Regions from separate parts of the Mus musculus genome. Here regions 2 and 3 are each linked to region 1. The links are chromatin contacts, called in public HiChIP or PLAC-seq maps. All regions are on one chromosome and are shown on one strand. Each heading gives the region's core, a stretch centred on a gene start, on an enhancer-like site or on the middle of the called end of the contact. The rest is flanking DNA. Distances are from core to core; before and after follow the strand shown.

Region 1 (3,429 bases), core at 542-3,041:
TCTCCAGAATGCTTATATACCTAAATCCTGGATGATCCAGTGTCATATATTTTTCTCAGAGGTTCCTCACCTCCTCCCTTAAATTATACCCCATCTCTGGATTACTTGCAATAACCAATACAATACTGAAAAAAAAAACCCAGGTGTCCTGCTTCATAGAGAATAATACATCTACAAAACAAAAGTCTACACAAGAGTTATCAAAGAAGCCACTATATGTAGCTAGTTGAGTTCCTGGATATAAAAGCCACAAATTAAGAGGCTAGAGTGTAACAGGGCACAGTACTTTTATACACACTGCTGGATGGTTTTCAGTCCTGGTCTATAATGCTTTTGACATCATCAGTGTTTTCAAAGCAGGTCATTTGTTTAGAAAAGAACTTTTTCCAAATATGAATTCAACGTTAAAGAAGACATTAGAGGGGAAGATTCCCTAATCATAGTTGATGGTATTTATAGAATTGAGGTTTTTTCTGGGTGCAGTTCCTCTATCGAAGACATGGGGTCTCACTATCAAGTGGCATGGAACAAGAATAGGACTAAGCAATACTGGAGACAATGTTTTGTTTAGAGCCTTTCTGCACTCCATTGCTTGAGAGTAAGCATCACCAAACCACAGTTGTGTCTGTCCCTCTCATTGTTTAATGTCAAGTCCTGCAATGTTTCTTAATCTCAATACCCAGAAAGAAAATGAGCATATAAGGGTGAAGGGTTCATCCATGCTCCCAGAGACCTCCCTGCTCCCCACTCCCACCCCATCTCAGTGGTAACAGGAGGGAAAACTACTGCGGAGGAAGAAGAAACCTCTCCATGTACACATGGGCACAGTGGTGGAGAGCTGTGAACAGTGGACCTGTGGGCTCCTGAACACGTCTTTGTCATGGATATATTGACAGCATCTTCTTTGAATGTCTATGCTTCTTCTATAGAATCATAGTTATCAAATAATTTATAAGTTACAGAGTCATTGGATCAGGCAGTATTTGTCTTGATGATATAGAAGATATCAAAAAATAACATAGGAATAGTAATCAGAAGAAGTGTGGCATAAATTACTTGTTCCATTTGGGTATCTGCACTGCCAAAGGTTATTTTCCAAGAGTTGACACACTGCTGTGAAATTAAATAGAACTTCAAAAGACTTGCTTTATATTGATGACTAATCAATACTTCAATAATTATATTCTATTTCTGTTTTTAATTTTTAAGAAAAAGGCTTTTCTATGTTTCCAGTAATTACAAATCCTCCATACAACCACACAATGGAAGTGGAAATAGGTAAGAAAATTTAAACTACTCTCTGTTGACCTGGGAAAACGTTTCCTTAGGATTTCAGGTCTGGTTTCCTATGGAAGGGTCACGAATTAGTAGAGGGGAACTTGGGGATCATGTGAGGTGACAATATGAAAACACCTGCCCCCGTCACAGCAAAAATCAGCACTGCATTTGTGTTGAGCCTTGGAGTTCATGGTTATGTCATAGAAGTATTTCTTGTTATCATCAGTTCTGCCTAGGGAGCAGTTGTCCTCACTTCACTGTTGAGGAGGAATATAGGCTCAGAGATGCTCAAAGGAGCACCAAAGGTCATGGATAGCAAAAGAGCGAGAGTAGAGTTTTATGAATCTGCTTCTGCTCTTGTTGGTTTTCATTAGATGCTGGGTCCAATGGAAAGAACTTGGTGTCTGAAACACCATGATGAATCATACCTCCCTCACCACACTCTGTAACCAATCACTCTCCTACACTCTTGGCCTCAGCATACCACTGTCTGATGAGCTGTGTGCTTGCATTCTTCCCTATTCTGCCCACATGGCCGTTCCTCATCTCTGTGGAGCGAGATCATACGTAACCTCCCATGTGCAGTCCTTCCTGCCTCCCTCTTCCTTGCCAACAAGCAGTTTCTAGCTGCATCATCAGCTCAAGTCTTGGCTACTAGATTTTATTTTACAGTGTGGTAGCCTCTAATCCTTTCTCCACAGCTTTGCCTTTCCAGAGACTGTCAGGTCCTCCCTCATGCCTGTGATGTGACTCATTTTTAGGCAAGCTCAAGTATAAGTCTGAGGTTCTGAAAGGGAAGATTGAATGTATAACTGTAGCCAAAATCAGCTCTGATGTTTTCTTTCTTTTTTATTGGTAATTTAATTTTTTTACATTTCAAATGCTATCCCCCTTCCTGGTTTCCCCTTCACAAATCCCCATCCCATCCCCCCTCCCCCTGCTTCTAAGAGGGTGCTCACCCACCTACACACTCCTGCCTCACCACCCTAGCAGTCCCCTTCACTGGGACATCAAACCTTCACAGGATTAAGTACCTCTCCTCCCATTGATGCCCGACAAGGCCATCCTCTGCTACATATGCAGCTAGAGCCATGGATCCCTCCATGTGTATTCTTTGGTTAGTGGTTTAGTCCCTGGGAGCTCTGGGGAGGGGCCTAGTTGGTTGATCTTGTTGTTCTTTCTATGGGGTTGCAAACCCCTTTAGTACCTTTAATCCTTCCTCTAACTCATTTGGTCCCCAAGCTCAGTCAGACAGTTGGCTGCCAGCATCCGCATCTGTATTGGCCAGGAGATCACTCTGTGAATGTTGACATTCAGGTTACTTGATAGTTGGCTTGGGTAAAGCTGTTTTAGCTCCAGAGGTAGCCTGTGAAGAGATAAGAGGAATTCTGTAGGAAGAGAAAGCTGTGGAAGAGACCAGTGAAAAAGAAACTCACTTTTTAACTAGCAGCAACTCCTATGTGATTATGTGAGGCCAGAGCAAGCTTTGTGTTCCCTGAGTTAAGAGGGTGCTAGGGCTATAAGGAACATGGAGACATTGGGGAGGAGGTGTGAGAACAAAGAGGCACAGGACGAGGATAAGGAAGGGATGTGAGCAGAACTACAGGTCTATTACACTGTGTGAAACTGGATGCCACTAGCAGAATTCAACTTTTGTGATGAATCTCTTCACTTTTTTATCTAGGAAAACCAGCAAGTATTGCCTGTTCAGCTTGCTTTGGCAAAGGCTCTCACTTCTTGGCTGATGTCCTGTGGCAGATTAACAAAACAGTAGTTGGAAATTTTGGTGAAGCAAGAATTCAAGAAGAGGAAGGTCGAAATGAAAGGCATGTCATCTATCATATCTATCTATCTATCTATCTATCTATCTATCTATCTATCTATCTATCTATCTATCTATCTATCATCTATTGAGACAAAGCCTTACTAGGTATGTCCTAGAACTCTCTGTGTAGACCAGCTTAACCTCAATTTCCTGCTTCCTGAATGATGGGATTATTATATCCCATCATTGGGATATAATATTACCATGCCCAGCAATTTCTATATTGAAGCTGAAACATCCCTCTGTGCCTCCTCACAGCTGGCACTTGCCAGGAAAACATTAGTAATATGTTGCTTTCTCAGTTCCAGCAATGACATGGATTGTTT
Region 2 (3,429 bases), core at 317-2,816, 390 kb before region 1:
TCCAAGCTTCAATTGTAAACATTATTTTAAAACAACAATAACAACAAAAAGGCAAACCTGCAGGGTTATTATTATTATTAAACCTGCAGTTTTTAATGACGTTTTCAACACTTGCAAGTTTGGAATAATAAAACTTTATTTATTTATTTATTTATTTATTTATTTTGTTTTAGACAACATTTGACATCTTTAGACAGAATTATTGAAACAAAAAAGAATTACAAATAGAAATTTATTACAAATTTAAAAGCAAAGTATAAAAGAAATGTAAATAATTCACCTTTCAAGAGATTCTAACTTACAGGAAGAAAGGGAGAGGTGAGCAGTAAGGGGCCCAGGGGCGTAGAAATCTGAGCAGGGTAGAGCCTAACTCACCAGGCCTCTGCATGGAATGATGCTCTGCCAACATCCCCAGCAGGCAAGGTACCAGACAGAGGATAATCAACCCCGAGTCTGAGGCTCTTCATCACAGAAATGATAGGAAACTAACACGATCCCTCCGGCTTCAGCAGTACCTCATACCAGTTTTGTGTTCTCTGCCCAGTTAAGTCCTTGTGAGCCTTTGCGGGTCACCTATCAGATATCATTACAGATTGTAACAGTAGCAAAGTTACAGTTATGAAGTAGCAATGGAAATACTTTTATGATTGGGGTCACCACAGGGTGAGGAACCGCCTTAAAGGGTCTCTGCTTTTTCCTCCTGTCCCTTGGTCATGTTTCCACACATAGCACACATGCCAAAATGTTTTCTGGAAATATCTTCCTTGACCTTTGGAGACAATGACAAGAAGCCCTGACTGATGGGGGCTTGAGAACCACTGCTCTAGACATTGTGATTGGGTGGCCAGGCCACGGGAAGAGGGGTGTCAGCTGAGCTCCAAGGCAAGAAGATAGGTCCGGTGCTACAGCAGGATGGAAGAAAGACTCACCAGTTCCTGCATATAGATGCTCAGTGAGCAGGACAAGGCCTCAGAGTCCAGAGAATAGGATGTAGCGTGTAAAATATACCTCCTATTCTTGGTCCAGAAAAACAAGTCTTAATGATCTCTTCTACCAGAGCCTCAGCACAGTTATGGTGCAGCACCTCCTCAGGACTCGCTGCTTCTGGGAAATCCTCCACCAGCCACTCGGCGTGGGGTTCCCTGAGTAGCCTCAGCTTCCCATGCTGGGAAGTGATGCCCAAGAAATCAGGAACAGCAAGACAGCTCTGTGCAAGACTTTTATGGTGCTAATGAAAAGAGGGTTTGAAAGAGACTTAGAGGAAGGACAAGGTTACAGACCTGTCAGGACAGAGAAGCCAGGCTCCCTGAGGGAAGTCTGGCCATAGATGCCCTTCCATTTCCCTTCTCACAATAAAGTGGCCTCTGAGTTCCTGCCATGGAGGAAACAGAGATGACATTCAGGGATGAAGCACTTCAGAGCTCTGGAAACTCTGTCCTCAGATGTCTGAAGGAAAAGTCAGTCACAAGGGACCAGGGGTGAACAGTAAGTCTGCAGGCAACCATAGAGATGCCACCCTGTTTCTGCGGCTAACCTCTGTGAGGTCACCATGGTTTATGGCCAAGCTGACTTCAGGATAGTGACACCTTCAGTGGGCTGTCTCCTCCCACATCCAGAGAGAGAGTCCTACAGTCTTAGAGTCAGTCTCAGGATATTTATTACCAATTCTAACTGTGTCAAGTTGGCATAAAAATTAGCCAGCACACATACTTAAGGTTCCATAGACAGGAAGTGGTGGAACTGATACCCCAAATCAGTCTACCTGCTTTTTAACTATACTATTCATGCTACCGCTCTTGAATTGGTCTGTGATTTACCTATCCGATGTGTTAGTGCCACTAACCACTCATCAAACAAAAGAAGAGAGGGCTGGAAAGATGGTCCAGTGGTTAGGGATGCTTGTTGCTCTTGATGCGGACCCAACTTGGGTTCTCAGCACCCGTGTAGACAGCTCATAACTGCTTGTGACTCCATATCCAGGAGACCTGACATCCTCTTCTGGAGTCCTCACATACGCGCTGCACACACACATACTCATAAATAATATATTTTTAGAAAAAGAAAAATCGAACGCTGCCTTCATCTATATAAAACACTCTGCGCAAATCAAATGTAAAAATATTCAAATAAAAATCAGACAAAGTAAATGTAAGGAGCCATGTTTTATGCTTGTGACAAGGGAGACTTTTTAATCCAAGTCAATAAATCTGGAAGATATTATGTGTTATGATTATACATATGTCTTGGAATATCAAATTATACTAGAAACGAAGCTATCAATTTCCCATTGCTGCAATAAAATACCCGAAGACAATCAACTTAAAAAGTAGAAAAGTTTACTTGTCTTCATGGTTTTGGAGGACCCAGCCCATGAATGGTCGTCCGTTTGCCCATTGCTTTGCGGTTTGTGGTGAGGCTACGTGTCATCATGAGTGTATGACAGAGGCAGCTGCTCACCTCATGGCCAGGAATGGAAGAAAGGGGAAGCAGAAAGAGCCTCAGCATCCTGACCCTGACCACAGGAAGAAGCTCCATCTGCAAACAGCTCCTCTGACCCCACAGGCCAAGGCCCTTAGGTCTCAGTCCTACCCCAGAGGCCTTTGTCTGACACATGAACAAGCCATAGCAGAAACCAAGGGGTAATGATCACATGGAAGGGGATGTTTTTAATGCATATGGAAATACTGCTAAAACTCAAAAAATTTAAAGAAAAAAACCAAAACATCTAGAAAAGTTAGTCAATTTAATAAATAAGTAACCCATATTCACAAAACCAACTTAAAAGTCTGCAAAGATATAGACAACTATAAAAAAAAACCATTCACAGTTACGGAGCTGCAAATTAGAATATTCAACTTATAAAAATTAAGATGAAGATACCCTTTTATTGAGAGGAATTTTGGGAAAGTCCTCCTATACTATTGGAATTATGGATAGTATATGTTGCCCTTTTTTGGAAATCAATATGGCAATGACTGTTGAAAAACATACCAAAGCATGAAATCAACAAATATCCATCTGTGAATGAACGGTAGCGAATATATTTGTGACGGTATGGTTAGACCTGGAAGATGTTCTGTTAAATAAAATAAGCCAGGTGCAAACAACGTCACATAAACTGGTAGGAGCAAAGTAGAGGGGCCAGGGATATGGCTCCGTGGGTGGGTAAAAGTGCTCTATGCAAGTATAAAGACTGGGGTTTGAATCTCCAGCTCCCACATGAAAGCTGGGTGTGGGGACACCCCAGCAAGGGGGCTGGGGAAGGGCAGAGACATCTGGCTCCCGGGAGCTTGAGGTAAGGCAAGTGAGAAACCTCTCTAGGTACAGTGGTTCGAATGAGAATGATCTCCATCATCTCAGGCCTTTGAACACTTGATTGGCAGTAGTAGGTGCTATTTGCTGAGGTTAAAGAGGCGTGGCCTTGCTGGA
Region 3 (3,429 bases), core at 490-2,989, 260 kb before region 1:
GAGTTTACCAAGGCTTGTGATGGTGAAATGTCTAGTACCACCTGTGTGAAATCGCTACAGCCGAAACAACGCCTTTTGGAGCCAGAGTTGTATTTGAGAAGCAAGCAGCTAGGGTTGCAGTGCAGCTTCTCTGAAGGGTCTGTCATATGCAAGGCAGCTGGCTTCCAAGATGGCGGCCTGGCTTCCAAGATGGTGGCCTGTCTGACTCTCTGGCTTATACATTCTGCTCAGGATAGCCAAGGCACCAGGAAAGGTCTGTCAGCTATCAATTAAGAAGTTAAATGCTCTAGCACCCCCAAACTTGTTTTGTTTAAATAAAAACAAACATTAAAAGGGATGCTTACAATAGAGGCCTGCATTTAATATTAACATTGTTTTATTCTTAGTCTAAAACCCTTGGAAAAGAATTGGGAAACTTTATCATGGAAAAATTGAAAAGAAAAGATTTATTTTGCTCACAGCCTTGAGGATTTTTCTTTTTCTTTTTTTCTTTTCTTTTTTCTTTTTTTGGCTTTAGTGGGGATTTACCTAGGCTGCATCATGTGATGACAGATGGGACCATGGTGAAAATCCTCTGTGAAAACAACCAATGGTGAATCAGGATGCTGGAGAGCGGGGGGGGGGGGCAGGATCACCCTTCTATAACATTCCTCATGAGATCTAACCAGTGCCCCTCAAAAATTCCTGCAGCTTCTTTTAAAGGCAATGCTTCTTCTTCTTCTTCTTCTTCTTCTTCTTCTTCTTCTTCTTCTTCTTCTTCTTCTTCTTCTTCTTCTTCTTCTTCTTCTTCTTCATTAGATATTTTCTTCATTTTCATTTCAAATGCTATCCCCTTTCCTAGTTTCCTCTCTGAAAGTCCCCTAAACCCTCCCCCATGCCCTGCTCTCCAACCCACCCACTTCTGCTTCCTGGCGCTGGCTTTCCCCTGTACTGGGGCATATAATCTTCGAAAGACTAAGGGCCTTTCCTCCCATTGATGGGCGACTAGGCCATCCTCTGCTACATATGTAACTAGAGACACAATCTCTGGGGGGTGGGGTACTGGTTAGTTCATATTGTTGTTCCTCCTATAGGGTTGAAGACCCCTTTATCTCCTTGGGTACTTTCTCTAGCTCCTTAACTGGGGGCCCTGTGTTCCATCCAATAGATGACTGTGAGCATCCACTCCTGTATTTGCCAGGCACTGGCATAGCCTCAGAAGAGATAGCTATATCAGGATCCTGTCAGCAAAATCTTGCTGGCATCTGCAATAGTGTCTGGGTTTGGTGGTTGTTTATGGGATGGATCCCCAGATGAGGCCTGACTCTGGATGGTCCTTCCTTTCGTCTCAGCTCCGAACTTTGTCTTTGTAACTCCTTCCATGGGTGTTTGTTCCCCATTCTAAGGAGGAATGAAGTATCCACACGTTGGTCTTCCTTCTGAACGCAGATGACACTTCTAAATAATGAACTTCTGGTAGACACAATAAATATCTAAACCATAGTGCAGAAATGTTGGCTTTACTTTTTCCATCCAATCAGATCTACTAAAGAGAACACCCAGTGACCAGCCCTACTAACCCCCAAGAACTTGTGTGCCACGATTTCTCTTCCTTTAACACTTCAAGTGGGCATACCAGCAGCACGACAGAGGACATTGAGCACTGGCAGTTTTCAGACAGTTGTTTGACCAGCTGAGAGATGGTAGCATAGGTGGTAACAATGGCTGGCTGGGATTTGAGTTTCCCAATATTTTCTAATAACCAACCAGAGTTATGAAATTTGAGCTCAGTGTTTGAAGAATAACTTCCTCCCAGGAACTGACTTCCAGGCTGGGTTTTGGGCTCCAGCCAGATTTCTGAGTGAACTGAATTGTGCCAGAAACACCAGGATTCCTTGTCATGAGGTTTAGAAGAGGACCTTGTAGGAGGGCAGGAATGTGACACAGCACCACCAGGGGCTCCTCTGAAAGGGACATTCTGTATATAGTGTGACACACCGGTGGTGGGTTTCCTGAGGACATTGAGCCCTGTCTTAGAGTCTGACAAGCTTTGCTGCTGCCTCAGGAAAGTAAGTTTTATGCACTGACTCACTTCCACACTTTAGAAGATGTGTTCTTTGAGTACTTAGAAATAGGAGGCTGGATACTCTGATGATTTACATGGTGAGTGAATAGAATAGTCTTTCTCCCCTTTGGTTGTCTTCTCTTTTATGATTGGTTGGTTGATTTTCCCAAAGGGCAGGCCTGATTCAGATGAAGTCCTCTCAATCCCCCTTGTCTAAGGTCCTCTTAGGGTTGGGGTTGGGGTTGGGGTTGAGGTTAGGGTTAGGATTAGGGAAGAGCTGCAAGTTCTGAACAGTGAAGCTCCGAGTGGTCTTGTCATAGCTGATATTGGTCATACTCTTTGATGCGTTGTGAAAGGCCAGAGAAGTTCCACTGATCTGAACATGGCCAATGAAACATAAAGGTCTTTCCCTTAAGAGTCAGAGATGGTTGGTAGTTATTTGAAAAAGATAGCAACGGCTAGGGGTTTCACATAAAAGTGCAAGTATTTCTGTGCACTTGGGTGAAATACTAGATTTTGTTTCTGTTCTTCTTCTTAGCTCTGTGGCCATGGCTGAGGCCTTACTGAGACTCTGAGGGCTAGTTCTTTGTCATCAAAACAGAGGTAACACATCTGTAACAGGAGGCATGAATGAGGAGGCTGTGTGAAGAGCAGATATGGAGAGCTCACTGAAACAAAGCCCACTTTGGGAGAGCCTGGAGCCTTGATGGGGTTGGGCATAACTTGTTGGCTTCCAGGAGCTCTAGAGAAGGAGACACCCATTACAGACACAAAAGTATAGTAAATAACGACTACAAAATGCAGTTTGCAGTGAGTACAATCTGACACTATGAGTCAACAGTAAAGATTTGATAACCTAGATCCTAGTTAAGGAAATGTTCTCAAAGCAGGTGTGGGTATGGTGTCATATAAACGCTAACCAGTCTTATGTACCACAGGAATAAAACCAACCTTCTAAGAGAAGTGTAGCATATGGAGAAATTTGGGGTCAACATGAAAAACTCAATGGATTTCCTGTGAGTGCTTCTGTGCTTACAGTATACTGCTGAGGGGTACTGGAGTGGCCTCCAGTTTGAGTACAATTGTAGCTACCCAGGGAACTGAGGCAGGAGGATGAACATTTGAGGTCTCCTGCGAAATGAGGCAAGTTATTTTCTAAAAATTAAAATAAAGAGATAGGGGTCTAGTTTTCTTGGCAGAATGATGGCGGAGCATATAACGAGGCCTTGTGTTTTCGTCTCTAGCATTGACAAAGTGGAAGGACAAGTGGGGCAGACTTGGGTTCCTGAAGAGAGCTCTTTTGTGAGGTGGCAGGGAGTCACCAAAGAATGGAGATGGGCTAAAGGATACGGCTGAAAGGAGTGCTGGGGAGGAAATAGGGGAAT

Evidence for each region. HiChIP or PLAC-seq counts read pairs in DNA pulled down with a chosen protein or histone mark.
Region 2: a BATF HiChIP or PLAC-seq map of CD8 T cells shows a contact between it and region 1, with 5 read pairs. The contact joins two enhancer-like sites. A contact is called at or near these places in 2 of 39 promoter capture datasets (the HPC-7 cell line and liver), 1 of 115 datasets of contacts at active chromatin or transcription factors (CD8 T cells) and 1 of 9 other capture datasets (liver).
Region 3: a CTCF HiChIP or PLAC-seq map of the NIH/3T3 cell line shows a contact between it and region 1, with 10 read pairs. The contact joins two enhancer-like sites. A contact is called at or near these places in 1 of 39 promoter capture datasets (macrophages) and 1 of 15 datasets of contacts at CTCF or cohesin (the NIH/3T3 cell line).

What each region holds. Positions count from the first base shown.
Region 1 is chr1:40,443,125-40,446,553 of GRCm38.p6, forward strand. It overlaps Il1rl1 (interleukin 1 receptor-like 1), which reads left to right. Exons shown (of 11, transcript NM_001025602.3): 6 at 1,210-1,278; 7 at 2,963-3,104; 8 at 3,406-3,429. Among named protein-coding and RNA genes, the nearest start is that of Il1rl1, 5.2 kb to the left of the region's middle. Within about 2 kb of position 1,792, at least 82 of the 459 cell types and tissues checked have an H3K27ac peak or open chromatin away from gene starts, as enhancers often do. A contact at or near this core is called in CD8 T cells and the NIH/3T3 cell line, where this site is marked.
Region 2 is chr1:40,048,890-40,052,318 of GRCm38.p6, forward strand. No RefSeq gene overlaps it. Among named protein-coding and RNA genes, the nearest start is that of Il1r2, 34 kb to the right of the region's middle. Within about 2 kb of position 1,567, at least 53 of the 459 cell types and tissues checked have an H3K27ac peak or open chromatin away from gene starts, as enhancers often do. A contact at or near this core is called in CD8 T cells, where this site is marked.
Region 3 is chr1:40,186,317-40,189,745 of GRCm38.p6, forward strand. No RefSeq gene overlaps it. Among named protein-coding and RNA genes, the nearest start is that of Gm35741, 39 kb to the left of the region's middle. Within about 2 kb of position 1,740, at least 24 of the 459 cell types and tissues checked have an H3K27ac peak or open chromatin away from gene starts, as enhancers often do. A contact at or near this core is called in the NIH/3T3 cell line, where this site is marked.